Linked DNA regions of Mus musculus: regions 1, 2, 3, 4, 5 and 6 are each linked to region 7. A link is a contact called in public Hi-C and promoter capture Hi-C data. All regions are on one chromosome and are shown on one strand. The core of a region is the stretch at or near the end of the contact, and the rest is flanking DNA. Distances in the headings are between cores, read along the strand shown.

Region 1 (3,061 bases), core at 403-2,902, 1.5 Mb after region 7:
CTGCCACGCGCAGGGGTAAAACAGCAGAGTAAGTTAGTGTCCACGGACCGCTCACGGGGAGGCCTTGGGTCTAGAATCCCTATGAGGTTATTTACTGTTGGGCTTAGGCAGAACTTCAAAGTGAGGTCTTACTGGAACTCCGTGGGTATTTACTGAATCAGACTAAAAAGGGAATTACCTTCAAGCAGGCTTAGTAGAAAATCACTAGGTTCTGAGATTCACTAAGAGTCACGGACCAATTCCAACTACTAAATAAAAGCCAAAAGCTCAATCTATGAAACCACTCTTCCAGAAAGTTCTAGTTCCAGCCCTACCTTTGCTTTGCTTCCTGTTGGGCTGCATCACCAGGATCCTGAAAAAAAAATAATTTTTACCTTTTAATGGAGTGGAACTTCAAAAGAAGAGAGAAGAACACATGGGTCAGGGAAAGGTGGGGTGAGGCACATTTGTCACCATAGTTAGCACTTAGGAGACACAAGAATCTCAAGTTACCGGCCAGCCTGGGCTATAAACAGAGACCGTATTCAAAATAAAGTAAAATACCAAATAAATGAAAACAAAAATAAAGGGCTTATTCGATATTCTTTCTGCTATAATAGGTTCCCGAGGTGGAAACTGGACCTCACCAAAAAAAAAAAAAAAAAAAAAAAAAAAAAATCAATAAGTCAGTTTCCATTTGCAATGTTGTGTTCGTTTTATTAAATAAGGGCTGAGGGTGGAACTCAGGGAAGAGAGGGTGTTGTGTATGCTAGGTAAGCACTGTGGCCCAGGCTAACCCCCACTCCCAGCCCCACATTTCCCAAGCGTCTCAAGTCACAATCTAAAAGAATGTTTGAGAACGCACACATTCCTGAAAAGGCCCCGGTATCATGGAGCCCTATTTTTAACCAGTGAGAAGACTGGAAAAAAGAGACCCTGGCTTGGCACGAAAGATGCTGGCTCAAAGGCTCAAATGCTTGCCACTGAGGTCACCCACCACCACTAGCGTTTGTCCCAAGGCAAGTTTACAACCCGCTACTCCCTCCTAGCCGGCACCGCAGGGGCTGAGCACCATCTCTGGAGTCCGCGGTTCGACTCCCGCCCGGGGAGGCGCTGTCAGAGCGGCGTCCTCCGCACCAGAGCTCAGAGGATCCCCCTCTACACAGCGCGGGCTTCCGGTCGGCAAGACCCCCCCCAATCCGAGGACACCCCAATCCCGGCGAGGATCGCCTGAGGCTCGACGGCAGCGAAAACCGAGACTTGGGGGGTGGGGTGGGGGGTGACTCGAAGGCGCGCACACCCCAACCCGCACAAGCCTCACGCGGGACCCTACGGCAGCCGAGGAGGCGGCGGTGACCTCCGGGGACACCCCCATCCCCGTGGGCACACACACGTTGCCATGGGGTACGCGGAAGCCGGGGTCCCACGAGCAAACGCCGAGAGCCTGTGCCTGGGGCGAGGGCGTCACCTCGCCCGCCCGCCCGCTCGCTCACTCACTCCATGCTTGGCCTGCAACTCGGCCAGCCTCTGCTTCCTCAGCGCCTCAAGTTCTTCGTCCGCCATGGCGCGGCTGTCCCACGTCGCGCAGGCGCAGCGGCCGTCGGGGGTCGCGCAGCCGCAGCCGCCCTCCGGTACACTCGGTTGGAATCGCTTCGGCCGGAGACTCGAGCCCGGCGCCTTCGACTGCGCAGACGCGAGTGATGCTCAGGCATCAAAAGTCGAGTGCCGAGTTGGGGCTGCCGGGCCTCGGCCAGGGTGCCTTGCAGAGGACCGATCCTGCGATGGGAAAAGGGGCAGAACCTCTAAGAGGGCGCTTGTGGGTTCCCAGGCTCTGAACTGCGCGTTAACACGCCCCACCCTAATGATTCCTAGGACTGGCAATGGCGCAGTTCTGCAAGGTGTAAACTCCTTAGTCGACGCCCTGTCTGCTTTACCCCAACCCCCAAGGGCCTTTGCTGAGAAGATGCTGTGTGTGTGAGTGTGTGTGTGAACTATGGCAATACACACACACACACACACACACACACACACACCCTGATTTTGGAGTGAGGGTCCCAGTAAGGGATGGAGTGGGTGGAAAAAAAAACTGCTCAATTCTCCAATCCTGTGACTTGCTTATGGTATATGTATTTTAATTTTTCCAAATACATCTAACCATTTTCATTATATATATATATGGAGGTAAGGGATGAGTGAGCCTGAGGAGACAAACATTGGACCCCTGGAGTTGGAGTTCCAAGCAACTGTGAGTCACCTGATATTGGGTTGAGAATCGAATTCTGGTGCTCTGGAAGACTAATACACACTTTTAACCACTGAGCCATCCCTCTAGCCCATATACCTACATCCACCCTGTTGAGCAATGGCTACTCTCTATAAATTTTTCATCATTACAAACTGGCACCCACTCACTAAATAGAAATTATTTATTATCCCTGGTTCCCATTACAAAACAATGTTCTGTCTGTATAAAATTGCCTATTCAAGCACTATTTATTTATGGCTGGCATATTTGACCAATCATATACCACCTTCAAGTTTTTTATCCATGTTGTACCATGAGACAGAACTTCATTCTTGATTGGATTTGGTGGGTGTGTGCCTTTAAAGTCGGCCAATCCAGGGGCGTCTGAGGCAGGAGGATCTGGAATTGAAGACCAGCTTGCCATTACATAGTGAGACTTTGGCTCCAACCAAACAAGCTCTCCCCTCCCCCATTTCATTATTTCCTGGCTGAACATATTTACTGTACAAAGCACATTAGATGTATTCATCAGTTTAACCTTGTTCACTTTTTGCTTAGTGTGAGTAAAGCCACTATCAATGCATGTGTTCAAATGCCTGCCTGCAATCCTGCCTTCAGTTATTTTAAATATGTATCTATGGATGGAATTGCTGTGTTAGGGACTGTGGTGGTTTGAAAGAAAATGGCCCCCAGAGGCTCTTAGGGAGTGGCACAGTTAGGAGGTGTGCCTTGTCGTAGGTGTGTCTCGGTTGGAAGGAAGTGTTTTTCTGGGACTCTGAGGTTTCAAGTGTGCTCACGCCATAGTGTTACTTTCCCTGCTGCTCGCCTATTGATGCA
Region 2 (3,145 bases), core at 62-2,561, 1.6 Mb after region 7:
GCAAATTTACATAATTTACTTAACAAGTAGAGGATTTTGCAGAAGCTAAAACAAATCAGCCTGGAAAACTTCTAACAATTGTATATTTTAAACCTCCCCCTCCATGTAAGTAATTCACTCAGCAAACTACTGCTTTTACTGACATAATTTTCTAACCAATATGGAATAATAAATGACATATTGCTATTCTAACTTTAACCGAAATTACAGCCTAAGGGGTGATTATGTAAATTAGTCAAACACAGTGGGCAGAAGAGTACCATGAAAAGATGCGACAACGTGGCTTGACCTATATATTCTCCAAAGCAGTTTCCTGCCCTGGTCCTCCTTTTTTTTTTTGGCTACTGTTTTCCTATTGTTGCTTTAAAGTAGGCTTATTCGGTTCCCTTAGAAAGTAACTTAGCGATTACAGTTAAGTAAAATTAGTACACCGCTAGGGCATCCTCCGAGTTTCCAGAGTTACCATGGTAAAGGAATGAAGGGTCAAACTTTCTCTTTTTAATCAATATAGCAATCCATACACAGAATCAGACCAGTAGAGTAGAAAGTACAAACTCAGACAGAAAAGGGGGTAAATCCAGTAATTGCCTTGGGCCATGTAGACTGAAAGCAAATTCCTGTCCACTGTCAGCAACCTTTGGTGGGGGTGGCTGCCTGGACCTAATTAATCACCCAGGCCTCGGACTCCAAACAACGATCGGGATGCCCCAGGTCTGGAAAGGTGGGCACTTTCACCAATGGTCTCAGCGATCTCTGGAAAGATCAGTCAATCCCAGAGGATGTGTACGTGTGGGAGGCCACGATTGCTATTTTTCGTTTGCGCTGGCATTTCCTACACCACGCAGTGCTTAAAGGACGGGGGATTAAAGAAACTTAAGCTCCATCCTGGCTGGCCTAAGCGCTTTCACGTCTCCAGAAGGCAAAGGCGCTTCAGCGGGACCTGGGGAGCAACGGGACCCCCACCCCCAGCGGCACGGCGGGCCCGGGGTCTCCACAGGCCCGACAGAGGGACGACAGTACACACAGGGCCCTGGAGCTCAGGCTCGGGTGCGTGGCAGTGCCGCGGGCGTCACCGGCGAGGAGGAAGCGGGCGTCACCAGCGAGGCCGCACATGGCCGGCGGCGCTCAAGCGGAGGGGCGGCCCGGGGCGCGGTACCTGCGGTCGGGCGGCGGGCTGCTGCTCCTGCGAGCCTCCTTTGGCCGGCCGGGACCCCACCGTACCCTCGCCCTCGTCCGCCTCGCTCCCGACTCCTTTCCCTCTCTTTCCCCCTTTTTGCCCCTTCCTCGGCCGTGGCTCCAAGATGGCGGCGCCGAGACAGATCACGTGAGCGGCGAGCCGGTCAGGTGAGCCTGGAGGCGCGCGGCGTGGGCGGGGCTGTGGTGGGGTGGAGCCACCACAGACCACGCCCTCTGGCAGAAAGGGCCTTAAGGCTCTGGGCAGATGCTGTGGCCATCCAGGTCCTGTCAGAGCTGGTGTTGGTCTAGAACTCAGTTGATATCCACTGTGGCCTCAACCTGCTGGGGCATTCTTCATCCCCTCATTTACCCCATCGTTCTTTACATCCTTGTGCTTGTGAATCTGGCTGGACTTTTTTTTTTTTTTTTTTTTTTAAAGTTTATCGAGGGCTGGAGCGATGGCTGGAGTGATGGCTGGAGCGAGGGTTGGAGCGATGGCTCCGTGGTTGCTCTTATAGAGGACACAGGTTTGGTTTCCAGCACTCATACAGTGGCTCACAACCATGTGTAACTCCACTTCCAGGGACTCAGAAGCTCTGGCCTTCTTCTGACCTCCACAGACTCCAGACACACACATGGTGCTCAGGTATACAGATAAGTAAGCCATTCACACACACAAAATATTATCTACGTATTTATTTATTGTTATTTGTGGAGACTTGTGGTCAGAGGAGAATTTTCAGGAGTCTGTTCTTTCCTTCCATGGTATGGGTTCTGATATTGAACTCAAACCTTCAGACTTGGCAGCGAGTACCTTTACCCATTGAACCACATACCTCCTAGATAAATGCTCTTCCACTGAGCTATTGAGTTTCCTGAAACAACTCATCCTGGCTTCTAATTCCTTATGTAGTTAGCCCAGGCAGACATTTGAAGTTGTGAACCTCCTGCCTCAGCCCTCCAGGGTAGCTTGGGAGAGTAGATGTGTCTCCACCATACCAGGCTCTAATTGGAGCTATTATTTTTTTCAGGCATCGTATGCTGAAAAATGTAGAGGTCCTAACCGTATGTCTGATGAGAGGCAGTGCTGGCTCTGGGTCAAAAATACTTTCTTTTTTTTTTTTATGTTTAAAATTTAAAAAAGCATTTATTGATTCGTGTGTGGAAGACAGAGGACAATTTTCTGGAGTTGGTTCACTTTTTCTCCCGTGTAGGTCCCAAGGGTTGAACTCGGGTTGCAGCTTTGATAGAAAGTTCTTTTACCAACTGAACCTTCTTGCGGTCCTTGAAAGATTTTTCAGGAGTTGTAAGGTCTGACTTGGTGAGCTTGCGGTAATAACTCCGAGCGAGCCGTCATGTTTGTCGTTTGGATCTGTTTCCGTGAAGTATCTGCTCTGCTGTAACAAACCCTGTTGGGTCCTGTGCTAATACCATGAATACAAACTGAGAGAAGCAATCTCACCCAGCTTTCAACCCAAGAATAAGCCGGCAGGTAGGGGCTAGCAGGAATGGCAGAGCCACGAGCTTGGGTCTGGATTCAATGGGTGGGCGTGGCCAGAGGAAGGACTTTAGGGAGGATCGTAGTGATAGCGCCAGGCTGGCCTTGTTAGGTGAGATACCTTTTGGATGTTTCCTGGTATATTTAGAACCCACTTCAAGCAGGTTGGGTTTTGAGTCGTCAAAATACATACGAAAAAGTAATGGTTTAGGTACGGCAGCCATCTTATTTGCTGTGTCTCTGGATAAAAGTTTACCAGCTGGGGGGTTACAGAGATGACTGAATGGTTAAGAGTGGATTCTGCTCTTGCAGAAGACGTATTGGTTCTCAGCACCCATGCCAGGCAGCTCACACCCCCTCAGCTCATGGATGGGCTTCTTCTCGCTACAGATGACGCAGATATAGACCAGATTAGACCAGACTAGAGATAGATAAAGCCAGGTTTATTAGATGCCGTTCTCAGGTGGGATC
Region 3 (3,005 bases), core at 259-2,758, 1.2 Mb after region 7:
CTTTCGATGTTTTTACATTTATTTATTTTGTGTGTTTGCTGGGGGGTTGGAGGGGGAATGCATGTGCCATGGCGCACGTGTGAGGTCAGAGAACCTGTGGAAGTTCTTTTTTGCACCTTCTACCCTATGGGTTCCAGGGAATGGAACTCAGGTTGTCAGGCTGAGCGGCAAGCACTTTTATCCTCTGAGCCACCTCTGCAGCCATACTAACACCATTTTTGTTGTTTGTTTTTGTTTTTCGAGACAAGGATTCTCTGTGTAGCCTTGGCTCTGAGACCCGCTTGTCTCTGCCTCCTGAGTCCTGAAATTAAACGCCCCTGGCCCCTAAAACACTTCTTAAAGAGCATGAAAACGGTTGGTTAGTTTTGAAAGCCGAATCTGAGGTTTACACTGCGACCCACAGACCTCCAAAGGCAGAAGACAAAGGTGTTTTTTGGTGGTGGTGGCGGCGGTGAGGAAGGAGTCTACAGGCTGGGGGCTCTAGGCTCCTGCAGATGTAGCCCGATGTGCTACCAATATCCGACGCCAGTTTACCTACTCTCCAGTAGGAGGTTCCGCGAACCCCGAGCCTAAGGAACCCCCTGCTACTCCTGTACTAACCACATCGATACCTATAACACGAGACCAGCCAGAGAAAAAATCACTTGGGCTTGAGAACTGAGAAAACCGAGTTTGGGAACTCTGGCATCCTTAAAGACACCTGCAGAATTCCTGTGCACAAAGCCTGCTCAGTAGGTGGCCCCCTCTCCCGACGACTTCTGCTACCCAAGCGCTCGGAGGCCTCCTCTCCTGCAAACAGCTTTCCGTCCTTCCTGGCCAGAGCCTTTAAAAGCTTCCGAGCAGCGAATGAACTGGTCATGAATGTCCGCGTCCCTGAGTGGGAAAGCAAACGTATTTAGTTCTCTGCATTTACTATTCCTAGGGCTCCAGAGAAAGGGCGAATTTGGGTTTCGCTACGTTTGCTGAAACCCCGATCCCGCTGGCTGCGCCACCTTAACGCTCACAAGGTAGTGAGCTGTGAACAACACTCAGATTAAGATCGAAGGCTCAGCAAGAGCTCCATTCTAGACTCGCGGCAGACAGCACTTAACACTTGCATGGGGCAGGGGCGCGGTCTATACAATCAAGGGCAGGGCTTCAGGGCTCTGGCTTCAGCCTCGGGCGGGGCTGGAGGAGGACCGTGCGTGTTGTGGGCGGGGCCTTAGTTGAGCGGGGCGAGGCTACAGAGTTAGGTATCCGCCTCCGGTAGGACTGGATGGTGGAGGGGCGGGGCCTAGGCGAGATGGGGCGTGGCTCCAGAGATCAGGGGTGGGGCTCACTCTGGGATGCAGGAGGACTGCAAATGCGGGGGGCGGAACTGTAGGGCTTGGGATTCGCCTCTTGGGAGGCTGAAGGCGGGGCCTAGGTGGCAGAACTGAGTTCCAGGCTCGGGATCTGCCTAGGTCCAGGTCTTGCTAAGAGGGGCGGAGCTCCAGATATCTGGCGCTCTAGGGCTCGGGCGGGGCGGCAGGGCGGCTGGCTGGTCGGGGCGGGAGCGGGGGCGGGTCCCGGCGCCTCCTGGGGCCCTTAGTAGCCACTGCACCTCAGTTCACCCTGGACTCCCGCGCTGCCAGCATGACCGATACGCTGCTACCCGCGGCTCCCCAGCCGCTGGAGAAAGAGGGTGACGACTACTTTCGAAAGGTGAGTGGCGAGTCAACAGACCCTCTCTCTCTGTCCTGGCAAACTGCGGAGCGTGCTGAAGGGGCTTGAGGCGGGGGTCGGCTTGGACTGGAGGGGGAGGGGAAGGAGAAGGGAGAGACCCGCAGAGTTGGTGCGGGCCGAAGGGCGGAGAAGGGGGGTCGAAAGGGGATTGATTGCGCGGGGCTTGGAGCCCCGAGCAGATGGCAGCCGGGCTGGGGCGTGCAGGTGCACAGGCAAGCCACACGCAGGTGGGAACCTGGGGAGGTGATCCGGATGGCCCTGCCAGGCTTCTCGCGCTGGTGGGGAAAGGACCAGCTCCTGGCCACGCTGGCGAGCTCGGTCGGTCCCTCTGCACTTATACCGCAGCTCAGTTTCCACCCGAGCGCTTAGCCATGGTGCATCTGGAGGGCGAGTTTTGCTCTTTTGCCTCCCAAGTGCTTTCAGCGTTGGCCCCCTTCGACTTCTTGGTAAGGGAGAGTGGATGCTGCAAGGGGACCTCGGGCGTGCCCCTTCGTTTGTCCTCGCCCAAGAGAGCCAGAGAACCGGAGTCTCACTCTTCCAAAGTGGATTTATCTGTATTTGGTTGTCCGAGAGACCGAGAGGGCGAGACTGGACTCTGCGCGCTTGGCACGTCTTGGCGCTCCTGGGCAATTAATGCGACTGCCTTTCGCCCTGGAACTCAGTTCCTCAAAAGCGACCCCATTAGGCGCCCACAGCGGTGCTGGGATTGCCCAACAGCTGCTGGCTTTCAAAGGCACTTTAGAGGTGCGAATCACTGTGACAGACTCCTCACCTTCCTCTTGGGTCCCTAGAGAGTCTAAAAATAGCTTTTGGACTTTGGCCAAGGATCACCTGGTGGGTTGAGAGATTGTCGTGGATATTTTTCTAACTGATACGATCGAAGGCGCAGCGAGCAGTCATGAATAGGGAAGTGAAACTGCTTCCCACAGAGCAATCAATTCTTAATTGTTCGTAAATGGGCTTGGCAGCTTCCTTCTCCCGCGGGACTCTGGCATCTTAAAGAACTTTTGCTCACACGTGAAGTAGTAATAGAAAAGAGGGAAATCTGGAGACAGGTGGGGACAGTGGGCAATTTTTAAAGTTCCTTTTGGCATTTAAAAAAGTTTTAAAGTATATTTAAGTTGAAAGATGTCATCATGGAATTACAGGATTATAACTTCTAATTATGTGTGGCATTTGGGCCAGAGGATCACAGGCCAGAATTGCAGGAGGTTGCTTGGCCTGGGAATCTCAAGATGTCCAACCTAAGGCCCTAGGGCCTGGCTGCCACCCCCACAAAATTGCTTTACAGCCTCCAGCAA
Region 4 (2,889 bases), core at 39-2,538, 1.2 Mb after region 7:
TCCTAAACCTCCTTTTTAATAAAATAAAACCCAAAGATTTATATGTAGGTTTTGCTCGCATATGTCTGTGCACATGTGCAAGCCTAGTGCCCCCAAAGGCCAGAAGAGGGAGGAGTCTGACTCCTTGAGCCACCATGTGGGTGCTAGGAATTAAACCACGATCCTCTGTAAGATAAGCCAGTCCTCGTAACCACGGAGCTCTCTCTCCAGTCCCCTTTCATTTTAGTCTATGTAACTATTTTGAGACAAGTTCTCATAGCCCAAGCTGGCCTTGAACTTGCTATGTAGCCCCAGGCTGGTCTCTAACGCAATGATTCTCCTACTTCAGTCTCAGGAGTGCTGGGATTGCAAAGGAACATCACCATACCCAGCATTTCTCTCACTCTCTCTTTTAACGTGCTGGGAAGAAAGGGGTATGACAGAAGACAGCTCACTGACCTTGCATCTCCTGAGCCAGTTGGGACCCGCGCCATTTTTCACTAGCCACAATATGTCCTAGTGGCACGTGGACCGGACCGGTCCCATCAGGCGGGTTCCTTTCCATCCGTGGTTTTGGTCTAAATGAGGAAAATGCAAGGTCTCACTAGAGCAGGCGCTGTTGCACACAGTTCTACACGAAGTCGGGACCTCTTTGACAGGATCTGTAGAGTGGATTTTCAGGCACTGAGCTACTTCAACCGAAGTCTGAATTCAAGAGATTATTTATTTTCAAAATAAGACTGGGTCTTCTTATCACGCTTGGCTCTGTACTGATAGTTGACTCCAGCTGGACTTGAACTCAGCAGCCCAAGTGCTAAAATGACAGCCGGGCGCCACTACCCCGAGCTAAACCCGGGAGATTTCTGTTTGAGTGACTCCGTCCCTCTTTGTAAGCACCTCCCTTAGCTCTGGTGTCCTAACAGGACGCTTACGGTGGCTCTTCCATTCGGTCCCTGTCCTTCTATTCGGTTCCTGTCCAGGGCTACAAAGGCAGGGAAGCTCACTGCGCCGGGGTCTAGAATCTCCGTGGACCTCACCTGAGGCCCTGCCACTTCCGGGTTCCCACAGCCCGGGAGCCCTCTTTAAAATTCTGACCGCCCTGGCCAGCGTTTTATTGGGTGATAGGTAAAAGATGGGCGTCTACTATAGCCAATAATCGAACGGAAGTCTCAGCTTGCTTCCTCTCTGGCTGGAATTTGAATGACGCCTTGCTGGGTTGTCAAGAGCAACGGGTGGCAGTAAAATTGACTCTGATAGGCTGAGACTCAAAACAGAGCCAATGTGAGACATGCTTGTTGTAAAGTCGGGGGTCCGCGGGAGCTAGGCTGTGGGGAGCTGTGCAGGCTGCGGGGTCTACCTTCCAGCTAGTCCAGCGCCTGGCGGCTCAACCCGCAGCCCTCAGCTCTCAGCCAGGATGCTCCTCAGCTTCCGCAGGAACCGCCGGAGCCAGTTCGTGAGTAGTTCCAGGCCTTCGAGTGCGGTTAAAAAAAAAAAAGATTTATTTATATGAGTGATCTATCTGCATGTATGCCTGCATAGCAAGAGAAGGTGTCAGATCCCATTACAGATGGTTGTGAGACAACATGTGGTTGCTGGCAATTGAACTCAGGACCTCTGGAAGAGCAGACCATGCTCTTAACCACTGAGCCATCTCTCCTGCCTTCATGTGCAGGTTTTAAAGACTGAGATAGGAGCGAGGCGGGATCGCTATCAGGGAGCATTAAATTCCAGAAACCCAGACTAAATGTTCCAAAGAACCCTTCATGTCCAGAGCCTGCCACAGACAGGAATCTTGGCCTCCCTGTCAGGATTCTCCTCTTAGCCGGGAGTTCACTCCTGTCTTGGAGAAAACTTCCCCCATGAGTTGATTCCTTTCCTATTTAGGGTATATTAGCCCAGCTCACTTAGTTAATCCTCTCTGGAAAAGCCCTCCCACAGACACCCAAAGGTGTGCTTCATTACACGGTAGGTATAGATTAGCCCAGTTCAGTTGACAATTGAAATCGGTCAGGAAAGCTGCCGTGAGCAGGGAGGTGTGAATGAATCGGATAGCCATGATGGTGTGCCCCAGTGAGTGCCCTTGCCTCACCAATGGGGATTGGGAACAGCGGCAGGTGTGTGTGTAAAGACTCTTGTGGGGCCGGATCCCTAGAGTGACCTCAGTTTGGGAGGTGATGGTGGCCCAGGAGCAAGGTGATCTTCTCCCGGTGACCTGCCTTGGGTTTCATTTGTGCAGAACCACATCATCCATGGCTTCCTCCCCGCAGCCAGCATCGCTCCGAAGCCAGCGGTGCCACGCACACCCCCTCCTCGGAGCCCCAACCCTTCTCCAGAGAGGCCCAGGTAAGTCCCAAGATGAGCAGCACCGAGGGTCACGCCCGTGCTTGACCATCAAGTCCTGAATCCTGGAACTGATCACACTAGCCAAAAGGCCACAAGTAGAGGGCTAGACTATTACGCTCTGTGGTTACCTCTGCTCAGAGATGCACTAATATGGCTTCTCTGAGCATCAGTGGACTTGTCTGGGGTGTGGTACCTTCAATGGAAGATCTCAGATTTCAGGATTGGGTACAGTTGGTGCCTACTAAATATGAAGCACCAAATTTAAGTTAATCCTTCCATCCATCTTTCCTTCCTTCCTTCCTCCATTCCTTCCTTCCATCCTTCCTTCCTTCCTTCCTTCCTTCCTTCCTTCCTTCCTTCCATCTTCCCTTCCTTCCTTCCTTCCTTCCTTCCTTCCTTCCTTCCTTCCTTCCTCTTTTCTTCCTGGGAGTGGAAGCCAGGGCCTGTGCATGCTAAACATGTGCTCTACATATCTCAGCTTAGTGTCCATCTAGGTTATCAGTACTCTTAGGAAAACTGCACAAAAATTTCTTTCTAGGTACAATTCTGCCTTAAAAAACAAACAAA
Region 5 (3,062 bases), core at 112-2,611, 1.4 Mb after region 7:
AGTGGCCGGCGCGGCGCGTGCAGCGGGAAGGTGGCTCCCAGCGCTAGTGCGCGCTGCATGTCGGCTTCGAGCAGGTCCAGGCAGCCTGAAAAGGCCACCCAGAGCCGCTCAAACTCCGCGCGCTCCTCGGTAGCTAAGCTCCGGTCCCGGAGCGCGACGGTCAACCGGGCGCCGGTGGCCACGGCCAGCTCCCGCGCCTTCTGGCGGGTCTTCTGCAGCTCTTCGCGTAGGTCCTGAGTGTCCGCGGAGCCGCCCACAGTAAGCACTAAGTGATGGTAGCACGCTGTGGTCTTGTTGAGCGCGTCCAGCAGCGCCTTGCACTCCTCTCTGGCCATGGCGCTGCCCTCCGGCGGTACCCTACTTGCAACCTTCAACGTCGTAGGTCGCCTCCAGCCCTGATGCCAGCCTTGAGCAGGGCGGACTGAAAGCTCCTCATGTCCTCGCCGCTGTTCTCAACAGAGCTCTCCAGGGACCCTTGAGGTGCGCCTCCGGCGTCCCCACGGCTGGGGTAGTCTGGTTAGCTTCTCCCCATCCGCTCCTCCATTTCCCCCAGACGCGCTCCGGGTCACGCGTAGTGTCTTTGCACCACTTTCTTTTTCACGGCGGCTCCCTGAGAAGCCCAGAGTGAAGACCCCATCCTTGATCGACCCCAAGTCTCCAAGACGAGCCGCGCGCCTTAGCCCCGGCCAAGGGCAGCAGGATCCAGTTTCCTAGGACACGCCTCCAGCCACCAGTCCAGGCCCGGGGCTTCCTCCGCCCGCCCCCCCCGCCCCCTCCCCGCCCCCGGGCCAGGGGTAGGCGGGGCCCAGCCCAGGTAGATCAAGTGTGGCTTTCCCTCTTCTCCCTACCATGATAATTCTGGAACCTTAGCGCCCTACAAATTCAAGGTTTTTTTTTTTCCTACTTTGCAGACGAGGAAAAGTGAGACTCGGTAGAAAGAATGCTTAGCTTATCGCAGCCCATGCTAGTGAAGGGAAAGGACCAAGGGACTAGACCCTGTAGGCAACAGAGTAGGGTGGCTCGGAAGTCTGGGCACCTCCAGTTTGCATCACCAGTAGCACGGGCGATCGACCGGGTAGGATTGTTACTTAGTTGGAGCTCTCTTCTTCATCACAGTCTAACCCCATTTCAGGGGCCCAGCTTGGACCCCACCCCTAATATCAGATCTTCCTTAGGTCCCGCCTCTCGAATTCTGGGCACGCGCACTCCCTGGTTCTGGGCGGGGCTAGCTTGAGTAGGAAGCGCGGAGTCGCCTGGGCCCCACCTCCGACTGAACTAGACTTAATGATTGCTCTGTTTACGTGTCAGTCTCGACTAAAACGACCTCTTATTGGACAGACTGGAGCAGGGTTCCGCCCAACGGCGGAGTAAAGAGGTAGGCTGAAGAGTGGAGCCACCGCACCCGGGTGGTGGGCACTCAGGTCCCAGCCCAGGGTCCGGGAGGTGCTGTCGTAGCACAGAGGTGAAACTATGTAGCCTCTTAAGTAAGTGTCTTCTGCGGGTATCCTCCAGCGCCTCCCTACTCTGGGGAACGCCGAGGTCGGGCGGGGCCTGGGAGAGGAAGGGGGAGGGGTTCCCTGCACTGAAGGGGAGCCCCAGGCTGGGCTGATGGGCCCCAGGGGCCCGGACCCGTGGCGGGCTGAGCCTCCCAGCTCTCCCGTTCCTCTGCGGTCCGCATCGCGGCGCGCACGTTGTCCACTAGGTCCAGAGGGATGCCTAGGCGGCGCGGAGAATGCATCTGTTCCTGTGGCACCACGGCAGGCCTGGGTCCCCCGGAGCTGGGACTTGGGGCAGTGGGCAGAGCTGTCGCTCCCAGGCCATGTGGCCTGGGAGGTTTTCCGGTGACCAAACTGAGGGAGGAGGCTGTGTGTTCAGATCCTGGTCTAGGCCAGCTGATTGAGTTTCCGCCGGGGCTGAAAGTGGAAAGGGTATCCCTGCCTGCTTTACACGTGGCGAGGTCCTCTCGTCCTGTATGTAGAGAAGACTTATGGAAAACTCAGGTACCCAGAGACGTACAACCACACAGAGTGTGTTCGGTTTCTTGGTTGAAAACGGACTGCCCAGATGCGCGCGCGCCAGGCGGTGCCCCTCCAGCCTCTCCTCCAGCTCCAGGGGACCTGGACACTCAAGGCGGGGTGGGTGGCAGGGGAAGCAAGTGACACATCACCATCTAGGAGTGAGAGGCTTGGGATAAGAGGGCTAGTGAGACTGGACAGACAGAGTTCTCAGTGGCTGGGATTTCTGTTTCATTCTGTGGAGAGATGCTCCTGTTTACATCAAACACTGTAAACTTCCCATTGATCCGGAGCGAAAGCAGCACATAGTAGGGTTTTCAGAGTCCCCCAGTGCAGGCCGTGGTGGTGTGTCAACCGACAGGATCTAGGGCCCTGAACCCCAGTACTTACTGTCACTCAGGGGTCTTTCCTTTAGCCAGCTCAGCTGTCGGTTTGCATTCAGAATTTGGATATTGTGAGACTTAGCCATTCTTGGGGCAGGGCGGGGTGATGATTGCAGCCACGCAGGAGCCACCCACCCCCATGGGTTTTGATAGGGGACTAGGTTTGGGGACCGAATGGGTGGAAGGAGGGAGAACCCATCCCTTTGGGAAGCTGTAGGGCATGGGGAATGATGGGGCTTAGAAAATGGACAATGGCCAAACACCAAGTATGGATCATTCAGCTTGTTAAGGGGGGGTGGGGGTGGGGGAGGAGGCTTGGCGGGGCGGGGGTGGGGGGGAGAAGGAAAGACAGAGGAATACTGTATAGGAGTATTGGAGAGGTCACTTGGGTGTGGTTCACCAGGACAGGTATGTGTGCAATTGGGAGGCAGAGGAAGAGAATGGGCAGAGGAGATGTTGTTGGGAAAGCAGCCAGGGTCTTGCAGTTGGCTGAAGGTGTATTCCTGGGTTAGACCTCGGGAGAGCTCCTCCAGCCCTGATGCCTCACCTGAGTCATACAGCAAACAGCAGTTCTAGGCGAGCAGCAGTGGTGTCTGCACAGGGCCTGGGGTCAAGGTCATGACTGGGCCTCCATGTGTTTACTGGACTGTGCTAGCCTCATACC
Region 6 (3,180 bases), core at 507-3,006, 1.6 Mb after region 7:
CTTTGCCGGATGTACATCATGATGTCAAAGACTCATACGCATTGTTCTTCCAACCACTCCTACAAACAACATCCAGATGAATGCCCCATGGAAATGTCAGCACCCACTTTACCCAACACACCCTTATGTGCTTAAATGGCCTGTCTTAGCCTGCTGTCCCCTGCTCAGCAGACCCTCCCAAACAAATCTTAATCAGCCTTTAAAGATACAACACAAATGTTTAACTAAACCACATTGACGAAGCACCTTTCCTCCAGCAGGCACTGCCAAGAGGGAGTGATACAGGTAGGGATACAGGTGAGCCACGTGAAGATGCCCAGGACTTCTTCCAGGAAGCCATCTTGGATGCTGCACCCTTGTGATGTTTTCCCTCCCTGATTCCGTAACACTAACTGTGGGATTTGTTGCGTGACACAGTTTTACATTATTTTCTACAGTTCCTACAGAAAGTAGTGGGTCTGATTTATTCCCACAGAACTGACCACGTGGGAGGGATTCCTAGTAAACTTGTGACAGCCAGATTTTGAAGAACTGAAACACTGTTTCTGATACCTGAATTTTAGCACCTGTGTTCTTTGAAAAAAAAAAAAAATCCCTGCTAAGCTTTATGCCTGGATGTCAAAGACAGTAAGACAGTGCGGGGCTGTGCCAGTCAGGGTGGCTGCTCTCTCTGGGGAGCAACTGTGGGTGTAGCTGCGGGAGCAGTTACCTAGTTTGGAAGCTATGAGGGGGAGGCGGGGGTGTGGTGGTGGTGAGTAAGCTGGCTTCAGTCCCCCGGGAACATCTTGCCTGGTTCCTCTGACTAATGAATAGCGTTTTACTAATTATCTATTAAAGATGAGGAGTAGCCAGACGCGATTGTTTCGGCAGCTAATCCAACCTGCACTCTAGTTACCAAAGTCTATGTTTATCTAACGGAAAGGCTCTTGCTAAATACAACAGAGGAAGCCAACACCACACAATGCTTTTGTTAAGATTCATTCATTCAAAAATGCTCAGACTGAACACAGACTCAAATGCAGTGTGCTCAAAAAGCACAAGAAACGGGGGGGGGGGGGGGAGAGAAGAAATCTTTTCAAAGTCTTGCAGCCACAGCTGGAATCCTGTCCCCTCTTGAGGAGTTATACCCTCCCTGCTAGCCCTCGGCGGGTTAGGGCTATACAGGGGGCCCACCTTACATCTACCCTGAGCCTGGTAAAGCAGAAAGTTAACAAACATGCCAGGTGCTAATTACATTTCCCGTCTGCATGGCAACAGCCTCCCCAACTAGGAAACAAAAAGTTGCTCCGGCCAGCCGGACTCAAAGCCCTGCCAGACATTAGCAAAGAGACCCTAAGGCAATTCCTGGACTACTGACCAGGACGCGCGCCACTCCCCCGCACCTGGAGCCACTCCCCTGCGCACCTGGCGAGCCCACGCGAGGACCAGGTGCTAGCCGGCCCGGGGAACCTCGCGACACTCGCTCCCGCTCTGAGACGCTCCCTCCCACGCCCCGCCCACGTGTCCCGTAGACACTGCGCGTCCAGTCCCCTCGCGGCCCGACCCCCAGCCACAGACCTGCGGCCTCAGCAGTCCTCAGGGGCGGCTCGGGTTGGCAAAGAAGCACCCCGAGCACCCAGGCCTTAGGGACGCGCCCACTTCACGGGCTACAGCGAGGTGAAGACTAGGAGGACCCAGCTGTTCCCGGCTCTGTGCGGCGCGCTGCAAGGATGGGCCTGGGGGGCGTCTACAGCCCGGGGAAGGGGCGCGCCGGGGAGGCCGGGCCGCTACCGCTGCATTCATTGGTCCCGGCAGCTGTTCGTCAACGCAAGGCCCCGCCCCCGCCTCCCGCGCTGCCCCGCCCCGTCTCGTGCGGCGCACACCGGAAGGAAGAGGTACACTTCCGCTCAGAGGGCTGTTTTGGGGGTGTTAGGCTCCGAGGCAGGTCTTAAGCTTGGCTTGTTCCTGTGTTCGGAGTCCCTGGTGCCCCGAAGAAAGGTTACCCAGTCTCGGGGGACCTTCCCAGCTCTACCTCCTGCCTCCAATGTCCGGCTATATGCACTTTCGACGTTGTTTAGTGATAAAATCCGCAGACACTTTTGGGTCTCCAAAGACATGCCTCTCAGTCCCCACACCCCCAACCCATCCACACCCATCCTCCCGCCGCCGCCGTAGTACTGCTCTGGCCTTTGTTGTTAATTCTCCTCCTTAACATGCACCTTCAGTATTGAGTCCTAGATGTTCCTCTTATCTTTAAACTGCTTGTCAGCATCTTTTCCCTCTCTTTGAGACAGGGTCTCACTTTCTAGCTCTGGCTGGCCTGAAATTGCGTGTGGACCAATTTGGCCTCACGTCTGCCTCTGCCTCCTGAGTGCTGTGACTAAAGGAAGGTGTGCGCCAGACTGAGTTTTGGTAGTGGATGGCCCACTGAGATCAGTACCTACGAAAAGGCAGCCTGTCATCTAATTCCAACAAAAATTGTTCCATACACCCTGCCTTTCTTAGCTACCTGTCCCTGATAGATCTTTTTCTCTTTTGGTTGTCGACTGTTAATACCAAGAACACACTGCTCAGAATGCTTTATTAGATAGCCCCTCACCCCACACCTACTTAAAGTGATTTGTGGAACATGTAACTGGTGTGAGGCGCATGTCCCTGAGGGGAACAGTATTCAGCTGCTGCTTCATGTCTGTAACACGAGGCAAGAACTGTCATAAGAACGTCGGGTCGTAGTGCTTCTCATAGAAAGTGGGTGCGCACTAAGAGTAAAGTCTGAGATTTAAGGTCTTAGATGGCGCTCCTGTAGTCCTGCTGAGGAAGGAGGCTGCCGCAGGAGGATGACAAGTCCAACTCTTGCCTGGGCCATATGCAGAGACATAGAGTACTGGCTTGTCACAAGCATGCAGCAAGACGATGAGTTGTAGTGAAGCACGATAGAAAGGCAAGGGAAATTATGGAGGAAGGAGAAGGAATTTCCCCCATTCCACTGCAGATCTAGATGAACCCTCGCCAGCTGCAGGCAAGGATCCCAGCACAGAATACTTGCTGTAAAGTTTGCTAACAGAAATGATGAGTTCCTCTCATGGATCTTATGTTAAACAGGGTCTGCTTTAAGGCCCGAGTGTACTTGACCTTTGGGCCTCATTCCTTTCCCCCCCAGATTGGAGTTTCAAGGGCGATGCTTACTAACCTTTATTTACA
Region 7 (3,038 bases), core at 193-2,692:
AGACACAATGCAGGCAAATGGCCCATACACGTAAAATAAAGGAAAAAGTTTAAAGTAAAATTAAATTTTAATCTAATTGCTACTTTAAAGGGGAAAAGAATTAACATCATTTACATTCTATTTCAACAAACTTACATAAGCAACAAAATGTTCTCATCATCAAACATTCTAAAGTTTAGAGTAGTATGGGAAAATTATGGAACATAATCATTGAAATATTCATTTGTACTTCAAAGTTCACTATAAAAATTTAACCAAAGAAAATTAAAACAGAGAACAAGCATTTACTTTTTCAATTCACTCCTGTCTATTGAAAAATCTACTCTTAAAATAGCATCAAGCGTCACTAGCATATTATGGATTATACTATTTTCTATGGACCAAAACTGGGTGTGAAGCCTGACCAATGAAGAATGTTTCCCTCCAATTCTGCCTCAGCTGAAACCCTGACACCTGCAATTTCATCCCGTGTTTCTGTTAAACCTTAAGGCATCTTCAATTCACATCCAAGGTTCATATAATATCTCCAACACATTCACAAATTACAGGGGTTTCCTGTCATTGCACATTACGCTAACGCAAAACTTAAGAATCCTGACAACCAAAAAAAAAAATTTTTTTTTAATTTCTTGGGTAAGATGTTGCTACGTAGCCCAAGCGGACCTCAAACTTCCAGTTCTACAGTCTCTCGATGCACGGATTACAGTCTGTCACCCAATCCTGCAAACCCCAGGGAGTATCTATAATGACATAAACACGGATCTGCACGATGCCCAGACCAGAGGAGCGCGAGCCCCAAGGAGTCTAACCAGCCACTTACGGCGTGCCCCCAGGGTAAGTTACTCAACCTCATAGCGTCTCACTTTCCTCATCTGTTAAAAATAAAACGGGATGCAGACAGCACTTGCAACCTGAGGGCCGGTGGCAGACTCGGGAATGAATGCACGTGTGCACGCCCGGCGTGCTGTGGCTGGTGGCTGCAAACCGCTCGGCCGCGGGATCGTTATTTTAAGTTGGAGAATATTTGAATTAAAGTCACAGCATCTACAGGGTCTCTTCTTGCATCCCAGTGTAACTGGGGAAACTGCCTCGGGAGGCGGCGCGCGCAGGCCCAGGGAGCCGAGGGCCGCGAACAGGAGGTCCGGAGAGCCGGAGTCCCGCGTCCCACCAACCCGCTTCCCGCACGGTGATCCTAACCCCAGGCCTCTCGGGCCGCGCCGCCCTGACTCCCGCCCGGAACCGGGCCCCGCAGGCAGACCGCCATTCACCCGGAGCCCGGGCCTCACCAGGTCGATGTGGGAGAAGCCAGTGAGCACCAGGTTCTTGAGCAGCTCACAGCCGATCCCACCCGCGCCAACCACCAGCACCCGGCCGCCGGACACCGCCTCGGCCAGCTCCCGGGGCAACCCCCGCGACAGTGCCATGGCGGGACGTCTACGAGCCGCCTCACAGTCGGAGGCGGGAGAACCAGAGCGGCAGCCGGAAGTCGGTGGGGGAAGGGCAGCGCAGCTTCCGCTCCTGCGCAGTGCGGCCGCCATCCCGCCCCGGGATGGGCTCAGGCGACACCCTGAGTCCTGGGATTACTTCTCACACAATTCCAGAGGAACACAAACCAGCTCTCAGCCTGAGATGCCTAGGGTCACCTTCTAAAGACCTCGGTTTGAATTCCCAACAAAAGCTCTTTATTTAAAGGTTAAAAAAGCTATGACCCGGCCGGGAAGTGGTGGCACACGAGGAGGATTTCTGAGTTCGAGGCCAGCATGGTCTACAGAGTGAGTTCCAGGACAGCCAGGGCTACACAGAGAAGAAACCCTGTCTCGAAAAAACAAAAGAAAGAAAGAAAAAAAAGCAGGAAACACATATTAAACGACATACAACATAGCCACATTTATCAATATACTCCATGAGCTGGACCGATGGCCCAGAGGTTAAGCGCACATACTGCTACTGCAGAGGACCTGAGTTCAGCTGTCAGCATTCATATTAGGCAGCTCAACACTACCTGTAACTCCACCTACTAGGGATCTAACACACTCTTCTGGCCTCAGCAGGAAAACAGACACACATACTGCTTACATCCTCACAAATACATTCTCATACACATAACAAAAAATAACAATAAACCTTACAACTATATTCCAATATTAAAATTTTCAGCAATGCAAAAACTGCTATTATTTTTGCACCCACCAAATTGATGAAATATACTGTGGCTTTTGTCAACCACTCATGACTGCTAACGCTCTTGCTTCTGTTGACCATTGTTTGTCAATCATTCATGGCTGGTAACACTCTGAGGATAAGCCATGGAGCTAGAATGCCTCAGATGGAAATCAGGTCACAGAAACACTAATTTTCCTCTACTTTTCTGTCTTGGAACTGACTGTAAAGAAGTTCTCTGATTCACGCTGACTCCGGTACAGTCAGCATCAGTTATGAGACTGTTTCCTGTGTGTCTGCCACATGTACACACACTACATGTGGAGGCTAGTGTGCCCTTCCCCCCAGCCTTGAGCTGGCTGAATCAGACCGGTTTCTGCCACAGTAGGCTAGCCCACCCAGGGTGGAGTCTTCTGACCTAGGTGAAGTCTTTTGTCTGCCACATCTGCAGCTTCCTGCAAGAAGCTACCTGCAGAACAGCTGAGCTTGCTTTCCTGAGGTGATCCTGACAAAGTGGGGGATGGGTCTCCCCCCTTTAAATTTAAGACTATATTGAGCCTTGTTCAGAGAACTTTGCCTTGGCTTGTTATTTCTCTAGTCATCCTTCCCATCCATCCCCAGCTTTCCTTTCAGGAACCCAGTAACCCATGGCCACTGGCAGCTGCAGGCTAGAGGAGAATTCTGGGTATCATACTCTATCACTTTCCACCTAGGGTTTTGTTTGTTTGTTTGTTTTCATCGAGACAGGGTTTCTCTGTATAGTCCTGGCTGTCCTGGAACTCACTTTGTAGACCAGGCTGGCCTCAAACTCAGAAATCCGCCTGTCTCTGCCTCCCAAGTGCTGGGATTAAAGGCATGCACCACCACCGCCCAACAGT

Evidence for each region. A called contact is a pair of places that touch in the nucleus more often than the background predicts. Capture Hi-C pulls out chosen DNA fragments and counts their contacts.
Region 1: a contact with region 7 is called in a Hi-C map of CD8 T cells, with 5 times the contacts expected there. The contact joins the promoter of Pdcd5 here to the promoter of Uba2 in region 7. A contact is called at or near these places in 2 of 39 promoter capture datasets (both in liver), 2 of 484 Hi-C or Micro-C datasets (B cells and CD8 T cells) and 2 of 9 other capture datasets (liver and pancreatic islet).
Region 2: a contact with region 7 is called in a promoter capture Hi-C map of liver, with 3 times the contacts expected there. The contact joins the promoter of Zfp507 here to the promoter of Uba2 in region 7. A contact is called at or near these places in 2 of 39 promoter capture datasets (liver and pre-B cells) and 1 of 9 other capture datasets (liver).
Region 3: a Hi-C map of regulatory T cells shows a contact between it and region 7, with 6 times the contacts expected there. The contact joins the promoter of Rhpn2 here to the promoter of Uba2 in region 7. A contact is called at or near these places in 2 of 39 promoter capture datasets (liver and pre-B cells), 1 of 484 Hi-C or Micro-C datasets (regulatory T cells) and 1 of 9 other capture datasets (adipose tissue).
Region 4: a promoter capture Hi-C map of liver shows a contact between it and region 7, with 4 times the contacts expected there. The contact joins the promoter of Cep89 here to the promoter of Uba2 in region 7. A contact is called at or near these places in 2 of 484 Hi-C or Micro-C datasets (CD4 T cells and Th1 cells) and 2 of 9 other capture datasets (adipose tissue and liver).
Region 5: a promoter capture Hi-C map of liver shows a contact between it and region 7, with 4 times the contacts expected there. The contact joins the promoter of Ankrd27 here to the promoter of Uba2 in region 7. A contact is called at or near these places in 1 of 39 promoter capture datasets (liver), 1 of 484 Hi-C or Micro-C datasets (B cells), 1 of 115 datasets of contacts at active chromatin or transcription factors (pancreatic cancer cells) and 3 of 9 other capture datasets (adipose tissue, liver and pancreatic islet).
Region 6: a contact with region 7 is called in a promoter capture Hi-C map of adipose tissue, with 2.5 times the contacts expected there. The contact joins the promoter of Dpy19l3 here to the promoter of Uba2 in region 7. A contact is called at or near these places in 1 of 115 datasets of contacts at active chromatin or transcription factors (large pre-B cells) and 2 of 9 other capture datasets (adipose tissue and liver).

Annotation. Positions count from the first base shown.
Region 1 is chr7:35,645,830-35,648,890 of GRCm38.p6, forward strand. Pdcd5 (programmed cell death 5) reads right to left here and starts at 1,653. Exons shown (of 6, transcript NM_019746.4): 1 at 1,477-1,653; 2 at 315-352. The coding sequence starts at 1,542.
Region 2 is chr7:35,801,678-35,804,822 of GRCm38.p6, forward strand. Zfp507 (zinc finger protein 507) reads right to left here and starts at 1,312. Exons shown (of 7, transcript NM_177739.3): 1 at 1,157-1,312. E130304I02Rik (RIKEN cDNA E130304I02 gene) reads left to right here and starts at 915. Exons shown (of 3, transcript NR_033567.1): 1 at 915-1,344.
Region 3 is chr7:35,332,729-35,335,733 of GRCm38.p6, forward strand. It overlaps Rhpn2 (rhophilin, Rho GTPase binding protein 2), which reads left to right and starts at 1,509. Exons shown (of 15, transcript NM_027897.4): 1 at 1,509-1,683. The coding sequence starts at 1,615.
Region 4 is chr7:35,395,775-35,398,663 of GRCm38.p6, forward strand. It overlaps Cep89 (centrosomal protein 89), which reads left to right and starts at 1,289. Exons shown (of 19, transcript NM_028120.3): 1 at 1,289-1,432; 2 at 2,216-2,322. The coding sequence starts at 1,394. Faap24 (Fanconi anemia core complex associated protein 24) reads right to left here and starts at 993. Exons shown (of 4, transcript NM_178643.5): 1 at 439-993. The coding sequence starts at 544.
Region 5 is chr7:35,584,886-35,587,947 of GRCm38.p6, forward strand. Ankrd27 (ankyrin repeat domain 27 (VPS9 domain)) reads left to right here and starts at 1,362. Exons shown (of 29, transcript NM_145633.3): 1 at 1,362-1,484. It overlaps Rgs9bp (regulator of G-protein signalling 9 binding protein), which reads right to left and starts at 697. Exons shown (of 1, transcript NM_145840.3): 1 at 1-697. The coding sequence starts at 335.
Region 6 is chr7:35,752,698-35,755,877 of GRCm38.p6, forward strand. Dpy19l3 (dpy-19-like 3 (C. elegans)) reads right to left here and starts at 1,757. Exons shown (of 19, transcript NM_178704.3): 1 at 1,558-1,757; 2 at 1-59. The coding sequence starts at 20.
Region 7 is chr7:34,167,087-34,170,124 of GRCm38.p6, forward strand. It overlaps Uba2 (ubiquitin-like modifier activating enzyme 2), which reads right to left and starts at 1,443. Exons shown (of 17, transcript NM_016682.2): 1 at 1,287-1,443. The coding sequence starts at 1,424.